Linked DNA regions of Gossypium hirsutum: region 1 is linked to region 2. Evidence: chromatin contacts called from public Hi-C data. All regions are on one chromosome and are shown on one strand. Each heading gives the region's core, a stretch centred on a gene start, on an enhancer-like site or on the middle of the called end of the contact. The rest is flanking DNA. Distances are from core to core; before and after follow the strand shown.

The links. Hi-C and Micro-C count contacts between places; a contact is called where the count stands out from the background.
Region 1: a Hi-C map of leaf shows a contact between it and region 2, with 1.9 times the contacts expected there. The contact joins the promoter of LOC107915933 here to the promoter of LOC107914353 in region 2. A contact is called at or near these places in 3 of 34 Hi-C or Micro-C datasets (callus and leaf).

Annotation. Positions count from the first base shown.
Region 1 is chrA10:17,371,234-17,375,957 of Gossypium_hirsutum_v2.1, forward strand. LOC107915933 (1-aminocyclopropane-1-carboxylate synthase) reads right to left here and starts at 2,053. Exons shown (of 4, transcript XM_016845117.2): 1 at 1,754-2,053; 2 at 1,545-1,676; 3 at 1,303-1,463; 4 at 21-1,207. The coding sequence starts at 1,900. The coding sequence ends at 163.
Region 2 is chrA10:17,201,936-17,207,053 of Gossypium_hirsutum_v2.1, forward strand. It overlaps LOC107914353 (methylmalonate-semialdehyde dehydrogenase [acylating], mitochondrial), which reads right to left and starts at 2,026. Exons shown (of 21, transcript XM_016843252.2): 1 at 1,754-2,026; 2 at 1,467-1,539; 3 at 89-647. The coding sequence starts at 623.

The sequences.
Region 1 (4,724 bases), core at 803-3,302, 170 kb after region 2:
GAATGATTACATCAAAAAATTCAAATACATAAATTGGTAAAATTATACCATTTAACAATAATTTGTTTTATTGACTATGTATAATTTTTTTATTCACAAGGAGAATTTTTATGGTTTCAATTAAATTTAACAACATTTAAAAATGTTACGAATATTCTTATTTTAGGCAGCCGCATCTAATGTGGCTGCAATATTAGACAAGGACATGAAATGTGGTCGGTAGCTAAAGCTAACTTCTGTTGTAGTGTCTTGTTCCCGATCATAGAAAGATTGTAAGGAAAGCCGAGAAACCCAATTGTTGCGGGCTTTTCGTCTTAAGCTTTTCAACTCTTGGTGGCTTTGGGACTTCATGGCGATGGAACTAACGAAGGATTTCAACCGTTGGATGGCGAGTTTCAGGGTGCTTTCCAACATGTTAGCAAAGCAAACTCGAAACCAACCTGGTTCAATGCAATGACATGAAGAACCAGGCGAAATGTTTATTTTAACATGGTAAACAATTTTCTGCCACAGCTCCATTTCGGCTTCGAACGTGTTGGACTTCAAAAGGTGCCTCATGTCGACCCAACAGAACAGCCCGGCATTGCTGTCTAAACACCTAATGCCGGCTTTTTCCAGGCCTGAAACCAGGTCCTTTTGTTGCTTTTGAAGCCTCTTGTGGTTCTCGGACATGTATTCTTTCGTGAACTTCTTGTCGAATAACATGGCAGAGAGTAGATACTGTGTTTGAGAAGAAACGAGGCCGAAACTGGACATTTTAATGGCGGCGGAGACAACGACGGGATCGTTGGAGTAAATAGCACCAACTCGAAAACCAGGAAGACCCAAATCTTTAGAAAGACTGTATACAATATGAACTCTTTCCCAGACTTGAGTTTGATCGAGATTTCGATCTTTTAAAACTTCCATTACACTTACGAAGGATGGAGAGGTGAAAACAGTGCCGGCGTAAATTTCATCGCTGATTAAATGAATTTGTTTGTCTTCAATGAAGTTGATGAGTAAATACAATTCGTCTCTCGCCATTGTCGTCCCCAGTGGGTTAGAAGGGTTGGTGATTAAAACCCCTTTCACTCTCAGCTTCCTTTTTTGAGCTTGTCGATAAGCTTGTTCGATGGCGGGTAAAGTGACTTTGAAGCCATTAGAACTGGTACAATGTATGGGTACTATTTCAACCCCAGTTCGCCACCTCAGATCTCTATCAAAACTATTAAGGGGGGGAGAAAATGATGAATGTATGAGTGAATTACGTATGTTTTCATGCATGCATAAAATAAGGTATAAAGAAAGCAAAAGATATACCCTGGGTAATATGGCGTAGGAAGAAGAAAAGCGTCGCCTTGATCAGCGAGACAAAACATAAGAGTTTCATTGGCGGAGGTTGCACCAGCAGTGAGAACTACATGATTTGGGTCAAAACTTACTTTGTTTCCTCGGATTTCACCCATGAAATCAACCAATGCCTGTTCATCAAAATCATCAATAACCCAAATATTATCTTCTAATATGTTTATGGGATATTTTTTTTAATTAGCTAAGCTTACCCTTTTGAATGCAGGGAAGCCATTATAATCTTGGAAAAGAGCAAGCTCTTTGAATATGGATATCCCATCTCTCTTCAAACCCAGTGCATCTGGGTTTTTCATCAGCCATGGTTCAAGAAGATCCAAGCAGAGCTACAAAAAAGAATGCATTAAGATTTGAGATATCAAACTCAGTTTCAAAAAAGAAAAGAAAAAGAAAATCTCGTTACCTGATTTTCTGCAAGACCCATCTGGATAATACCATTAGGGTTGTTGACTTCATTGTAGGGGTTTTTCTTATATTCCTGCCATCCTAGAAAGTAAGAAGAATCTTGCCCATGAGTGTTACAAGTGGCTCTTCTTGACAATAACCCCATTTTTGGCCTCTTTGAGCTATAGAAAAAAGGACTTAAAAAGCTCTAATATAAGCTCCTGTTTAGATCAATCGTAGCCAAAAGAAAAAAAATAGAGAAAGAGAGGGAAGAAATGTAAGTAATGGTGAGGTCTGCTGCAAATGGAGATATATATACATTGCATAAGGCACCAAAGTTTTAAATTAGGGCCGCTTTTGACTATACTGATTGGAGCTTTATTTAGGATAGAAACAGAGAACTAATAAATGACAGGTTTTTTATGTATTTACCAAACAGCAGATAAGCTAATTATTTTATTTTGGGCATAACAATAAAAGATAATTATATTATAAAATTTTAGAAGATACTCTTTTTACTATTTTTTTATAAAATATTGTAAAAAAGTCTAATAAGGAATTAAGGGGAACAGAAGCGTCCGCCTGCACCCATTAGCTTTTATTTTTATATAATAAATATATTGAATATAAAGAGAAAAATAATTGTTTCTACCACACATCCATTTTCATCTACATTTCTTTTTATACAAATGAGATATGAAAAGGTTACAGAAATCCCAAAAATTAAACACAATTTCTCTTCTTATCAAAATTATTTGTTTGTCCTATGGAGGAAAAAGGCAAAAGCATGGGCTACACGACTCACCCACATCAAAGTCTACGGTAAGTTGGAGGGTATAGGCCCTTTCTCTTAACCAATCCAACCCTCTTGTTCAAGATGTCCTTGATCTACCCGCCGCTTTGAAATTTTCAGATTGAGTTACGACTATTTTAAATATTACATTTTATTATTTTAAAATAATAGATATACTATTATAATTAAATTAAAAAATATTCATTATGAACTTTTTCAAAACCCTACAACTTTTTCTTTTGTTTAGTGGCGGTGTTACCCTTACCACCCACCTTTTTCTCTTGTCTATCAACTCTCTTTTTATTTTTTTTCTCATTCACTCCAAGTATATTCTCTCTTTTTAGTTTACAAATTTATTTTTTTAAGTATTTCACAAGTTATGATGAACAGATGACGGTGTCTATCATCATTAAAACGCTACCGACTTTTTTTTAAAAAAAATTTGGGTAACTCTTCGTTGATTTCTTAATCTGTTTCTGTTTTGAGAGTATTTCAAAATAATAAATTATTTCATGAGTCGGTTTGGACTCGTGTTATTAAGTTTTATATTTTTCATAGTTTAATAAGTTTCACTTTTAAAAGTTTTTGTCTATTCACTACAGCAAAACAGGTTTTTAGCAGTATTTTTAGCGGCGTTTGAATGAAAAACGCCGCTAAAGATTGAGTATTAGCGGCGTTTTTTAGAAAAATGCTTGATCTTTAGCGGCGTTCAAAAAACACCGCAAAAAAATTAACACAACGCCGTCGTTTTGTATTGAGCCTTTAGTGCCTTTAGCGGCGTTCAAAAAACGGCACAAAAAAATTAACACAATGCTGTCGTTTTGTATTGAGCCTTTAGTGCCTTTAACGGCGCTTTTTAAAAACGTCGCTATATGTACACCTTTAGCGGCGCTTTTTAGAAAACGCCGCTAATACTTGATCTTTAGCGGCGTTGGCTTTTTTTGAAAAACGTGTAAAAGAGTTTTGCAAAATTTTAGTGGCTTAGCGGCGCTTTTTAAAAGCACCGCTAAAGATCGAGTATTAGTGGCGCTTTTTTAAGAAACGCCGCTATAAGTACACCTTTAGCGGCGCTTTTTGAAAAAAGCCAGTAATGCTCAATCTTTAGCGGCTTTTTTGAAAAACGTCACAAAAAATGAAAAAAATTAAAATACTATTATTTAAATTAATTTTAAAGATTTTTGGTATATGACTAATTGTTTTTTAATTTATATGTTAAATTTTTTCTTATATACTTGTAAAAAAGATAGTATTAATTTTAAAATATTGAATATCATTATAGTTTAAGGTTTACGGTATATGGTTAAAGGTTTACTGTTTATGAGTTATTATTTTAAGGTTTATGGATTATGAGTCTAAGGATTATGGTTTAAGGGTGGTTTATGGGTTGGGGTTAATGGTTAGGGGTTAGGGGTTAAGTGTTAAGGGCATAAGGGCTAGGCATTAAAGGGACATGGGTTAGGGGTTTATGGTTTATGAGTTAATATTTTAAGGTTTATGGATTATGGTTTAGGAATTATGTGTTGGGGTTTAAGGTTTAGGGTTAGGTGTTAAGGGTTTAGGGTTTAAGAGTTAAGGGATATGGGTTTAGGGTTTAGGATTTAGGATTTAAGGATAAGGGTTAAAAGTTTAGGGTTTAGATTAATTAGTATTATTTAATTTATATATTAAATGATTTCTTATATAATTGTAAAAGAGATAATATTAATTTTAATATATTAAAATTATGATTATTGTTTAAATTATTTAGGAGATAATAGATAAAATTTATATATTATTAAATATTGACTATCATAAGTTAATTATTGTGGCTACCAAATTATAACAAATAAAAATAAATATGAAAACTAAGACATTAGTGGCGTTTTTTAAAAAAACGCCACAAAAAAATAGGGGAGACTTTTTTTTAAAAAAAACACCGCAAAAAACACTACAGTTTAATAAAAACAGCGTTGTTTTCCTTTCTTAAATTTTATCTTCTTGTGTCATGCCCGACACTTAGCCATTTCCCCCAAAATCCCAAAACAGATTTCCCAAACACTTAGCCATTCCCAGTAAAACCCTAAAATAGATTTTCCCAATTCTCTACATTTCCCTTCATCCCTAAATTTCCTCCAAAATCCCTAAGTTTTTTTAAATAGTACTTCGTTTAAGTAAAGCCCTTCTATTTAAAAAAAAAAATTCAATTTTTTTCAAGTAT
Region 2 (5,118 bases), core at 776-3,275:
CTATGAACAAACAGAATTTGAGAGGCCAGGTTAAAGTAAAATCTCTACTTTAAATACAAAAAAGTAAAAATAACAATGGGAGACTAACCTGATAAATTTCCTTGACGAATCTTGGCTTTAAGGTTGTACAAATGCCTTGGAGTTGACTGCAACTCTGGATTAGTTTGTTTCAGAGCCTTGAGCACTTGGCGTGGTTTTATACCAGCTTCAGTCATTAATTTGATTTGCCTAATTTCTTCCTCGGTAAAACGATGACTATAAGGATGCTCTGACATATCTTTTAAAGGCTCATGGTTATGCTCCCCATTTTTAATGGTGAGAACCCAGGAATCATCTTCCTTTTTTCCTATAGCCTCAAAAGGACAGTTTATAAGTCTTGAGCATGCTTTCCTTTTGCGTTTACTTTCATCAATCTTACGCCTATTGCGATAAATGCCTCCTCTGTCACATCCAAGGATGACTCTTCTGTCTTTCCTTGACTTCTTAATAGTCACTACATATCCTTGGCTAGCCCCAAAGTCCCGCACATGTTTAATGAGCTCCTCACGATCTTGAAATATTCCAGGAGGTGGAGGAAGCATATTTTTCTGTCCACTAAAAGCCACCTGACTTTGAGCGTCCATGCCCAGTGGCAGGAAGGAAAACCCCTGAAAAACAGTTAAAAGCAAAAGGTCAAGAATTTAGGTGGCAAGTAGTGCACGAAAACACAGAAGCTATCAAGACTCTTTAAATTTCTTTTTATGAAAGATAAGAATACAGAGTTCCTTTTCCCTTCTTTCTTCAACTATGTGGTAACAGGAAAAACTCAGGTATCCACTTTTCTGTCCAATCTTACCTCCTGGTTAAGACTTTTGGCCAATCTATTCATATTGAATCCAATATTACATATAAGTACTTCGAAACATGCATAATACAGTAAGATGTTCATTTGACGTAGCGGCAACAACAAAGTCCAACCTTTAAAAATTTATGTTCCAGACATCAGAGCTAGCACGAAACTTTAGGAGGGAGGGAAATTCTTTTGAAAAGCCAATTTTATACGTTTTCAGCTCAAATATTTGGCAATGAAATATCACAAGGTGAAATGAGTTCTGCCATTTCACTTGTCCAATACACTATGCCCCATAACTCAGTGTATAGAGTATATTTCCACTGATGGAAACATGTATCAAGATTATTCTTTTTCTCTGACAGGGAGCTAAAACAATATTGTAGCAGAACAATCATATCACACTTGACAGATTTTCCTTTGTGTTGTAAAATCTAAATTCGTAAACCTTTCACAAACTCTACCAATAAGAAAAGTAACAGTCCAAAATATTCACTCTAAATCACACATTAACATGGGGGAAAACAAAGACCAAAATGTTTAAATTAACAACACAGGAAGCAAATATCTTAATCCAAGATGGGAATTCAATTAACAAAAAGAAATAGAAACAAATTTACAATGCAAAGTAACTTACTTGTCGAGAATATCACTGTGGGAATTTGTATTCACGGAAGTAAAAGATTGCACCCTGTAAACCCTCTCAAAATCTAGAACAAGTAAATTGAGTAGGTTATATTTAAAAAAAGAAGAAGAAGAAGCAAAATTAAAGAATTATAAGAGAAGTATGAGGAGAATGATCTGATTAATAAAGAAAAGTAATATAAACACACACAAACAATAAAAAAAAAGGAGATGAACAATAAAAAAAATGCAGCAACCCAGTGACTGGAGAAGTTATTAGAACACTAAAAATGAGCTTACATTTTTATTTGTTCTATTTTCTGAAAGAGGATAATAAGGAAACCCAATAATCTGAGAGAAAGTGGGAAAGTGGGAAAATTTGAAGGTTTCGGCCTTTTAGATTGGGGCGGTGAGAGAGGTAAATATGGGGAACGCCTGTCCTCCTATACTAGCCTACTAGCTCCCCCAAGTCCGAACCAGTGTTCTTGGACTTTCACGAATTTGCTTTTCACGCGCACTTTCAGCGTCAGGGGTTTGAACGGTTCTGATCTTAGCAGATTATGAATTATCATTAAACGCTCCTTGGGTCGGACCGGGTATAAAAAGCTCGGGCCAAGCTTAAGCACTGTATTAAAAGGTTTTGGTAAAAGTACAAGGAAAGCCCCTGTAAGAAATGGGTAAATTAGCCCTTATACATTTCAAAAAATGTAAATTAGTCCCTCCAGTAAATTCTAAGTTAAATGATTACGTGGAATGTTAATTTAAATGGTCAATTAATAATTTAGCCCTTGAAATATAGCTAAAATATCATTTTGATTTTTTAAATTTTTTCTTCACAATAATTTTAATTTTTTTTAAATCTTAAAAATAAATATAAATTATTAAAAATCATGTTCAAATATTTTTGAAAAATAAAAATTATAAATAAACTTTTCTAAAATTTCAAAATATAAGTAAAAAAAATCTAAATTTTTTCTTCAAAATATTTAAAAATTTTATCAAACTTTTGAGACAAAACCTAGAATCCATCAGTTTTTTTACAAGACTTTCTTTCCTATATTAAAAAACCCAGAAAATTGAAAAGTTTTAATTATGCATTTTCAAATTCCTCATACTTTCGTTAATGTTTAGTTTCATTTTCGTCGCTCATGCTTCCAACTAAAAAGTACATAAAAAGATTTAATGTTTATTTTCTTTTACTTTAGTGAATACTCATTTTCGCATCTTCTATGCCTTCGTATCTTTTGATAGTATGTAATCACCGTTATAAAATTTTGATTACTCATTTTCGCATCCCTTTAGCTATTATAAACTTTTCCATTTAAAGATCTTATCATTTAATACCCTAAAAAGTTTAATTTTTAAGTTATTGGGTTTAACAATTTTTTAGTTTTAAATTTTTAATATAAATTTATAAATTCTAAACAAAGACTCCATGGGTTTAAAATTTTAGAAAATAATATTTTAAATTTTTGGGAAGAAATAAAAGATAAAAAATGAAATTTTAATTTAAAATAAAACCCTAAAACCATTAACACACCTCCAAAGCTGGAGGAGCAATGAAAAGAGCTCCTTGTTTATCACCAAAGAGAGATGCAAAATCAAAATATTTTATTTATTGTAGATGTATTGTTTTTTTAATTTGATTGTATTTCAATAATAATAATAAAACTATAATTTTTATTGAAATGAGTGATTTTAGAATTGCACTTGAAAACATCTTCAACAGGAAATGTTAGTTTCTCATTGCATTAAATAGATTTAATCAAATTGAGAATTTTATTGAAAATGAAAATGTTTCCCCATTATTGAAAAAGATCTCAATTTTTCAAAAATAAAAACACCATGATTCCCCCCAAAAGAGCTTCTTTGAATGTAAATTTTGGTTTGATTTTGTTTTAACATGATTTCAAATATATTTTTAATAATTTTGATAGTTTATATTTATTTTTAAGATTTTTTAAAAAAAATAAGAATTATTGTTAAGAAAAAATTTAAAAATCAAAATGATGTTTTAGCTATAGTTTAAGGACCAAATTCATTTAAATTAACATTCCACATCATCATTTAACAGATAAAATTTAACAAAATAGCTAATTTGCACGTTTCAAAATGTTTAAAGCTAATTTGCCTATTTTTTCAATAGAGGGACCGAAATGCAATATGTCCCTAAGTACATGGGCTTCCTTGATACTTTTACCAAAAGGTTTTGAAAATAAAAAATATGGTATAATGATAAATTTAATCCTTGATTTTTTTACATAAATTTAATCCTTAATTTTTACATCATTTTATCAATTTGACTTTTATTCTCTTCTATTTTTTAAGTTAAATTTGACCCGTAGCCTTTTAAAAGCTGTCAAATTTGACCATCAACATTCCAAAAAGAGTCAAAGCTATTAACTTTTTTAATTGAAATAATGATTAAAACATTACTTTTTTAAACATGGTAGCTTACATGACAATCCAGATATACTTTATACTAATTCTTTTTTAAATTTTGAAATTTGAAATTTGAAATTTAAATTTTTTATAAATTTTAAATTATTTATTGACGTGACATATAATACCAATAATATCATGTTATCATAAAGTACATGTAAACTGCCACATAGTAAGTCATACCAACATTATTAAAAATTAATATTTAGTTAATATTTTAATTAAAAAAAAGTGATTTGACCATTTTTAAAAAGTTAATGGTCAAATTTAGTTTAAAAAGGAATAGAGGCCAAATTGATAAAAATTATAAACATTGAGGCAGAAAATTAACATTATGCTTAAAAATATTAGAGCACGTTTGGTTCGCTGTATTTGATTAGAGGTGTATTGGATTAGAGGTGTATTGGATTAGAGGTGTAATGGAATAGAGGTGTAATAGCAAATCAACTGTTTGGTTGAATGTAATGGAATAGAGGCGTAATAGTAAAACTGTGTTTGGTTGAATGTAATAGAGGTGTAATAGCATAATGGAGAAAACTAAAATGACCAGAATACCCTTAGCATAAATTTGTTTTGGTAAATGATTATTGTTATTGTTATTTAAATTTTAATAAGATTATTTATTATCAAAAATAAATAATTTAATCATATTTAAACATAATTATTATTTAATATATTTTAATTAAAATATATAATTTAATAAAATTCTTAATAATTAGCAGAAATTTGTTTTGGTAAATTATTTTATTTAAATTTTAATAAGATTATTAATATCAATAATAAATAATTTAATCATATTTAAACATAATTATTATTAAATATATTTTAATTAAAATATATAATTTAATAAAATTCTTAATAATTAATATTCTTATATGAATTTACTCAAACCATAATATATGATACTGTAAAATATAAAATAACATAATTATTATTAAATATAATATAATTAAAATATATAATTTAATAAAATTCTTAATAATTAATATTCTTATATGAATTTACTCAAATCATAATATATGATACTATAAAATAAAATTTTAAATAATTAATATTAAATATATTTTAATTTAAATATATGATTTAATAAAATTTAAAATAATTATAACTAATAAATTATATTTTATGAATTTGTATAATTTAAAATAATAATTATTACATATAATTTAATAATAATATAAATTTTCATAAAATTCTTGATAATAAATTTTCTTATATGAATT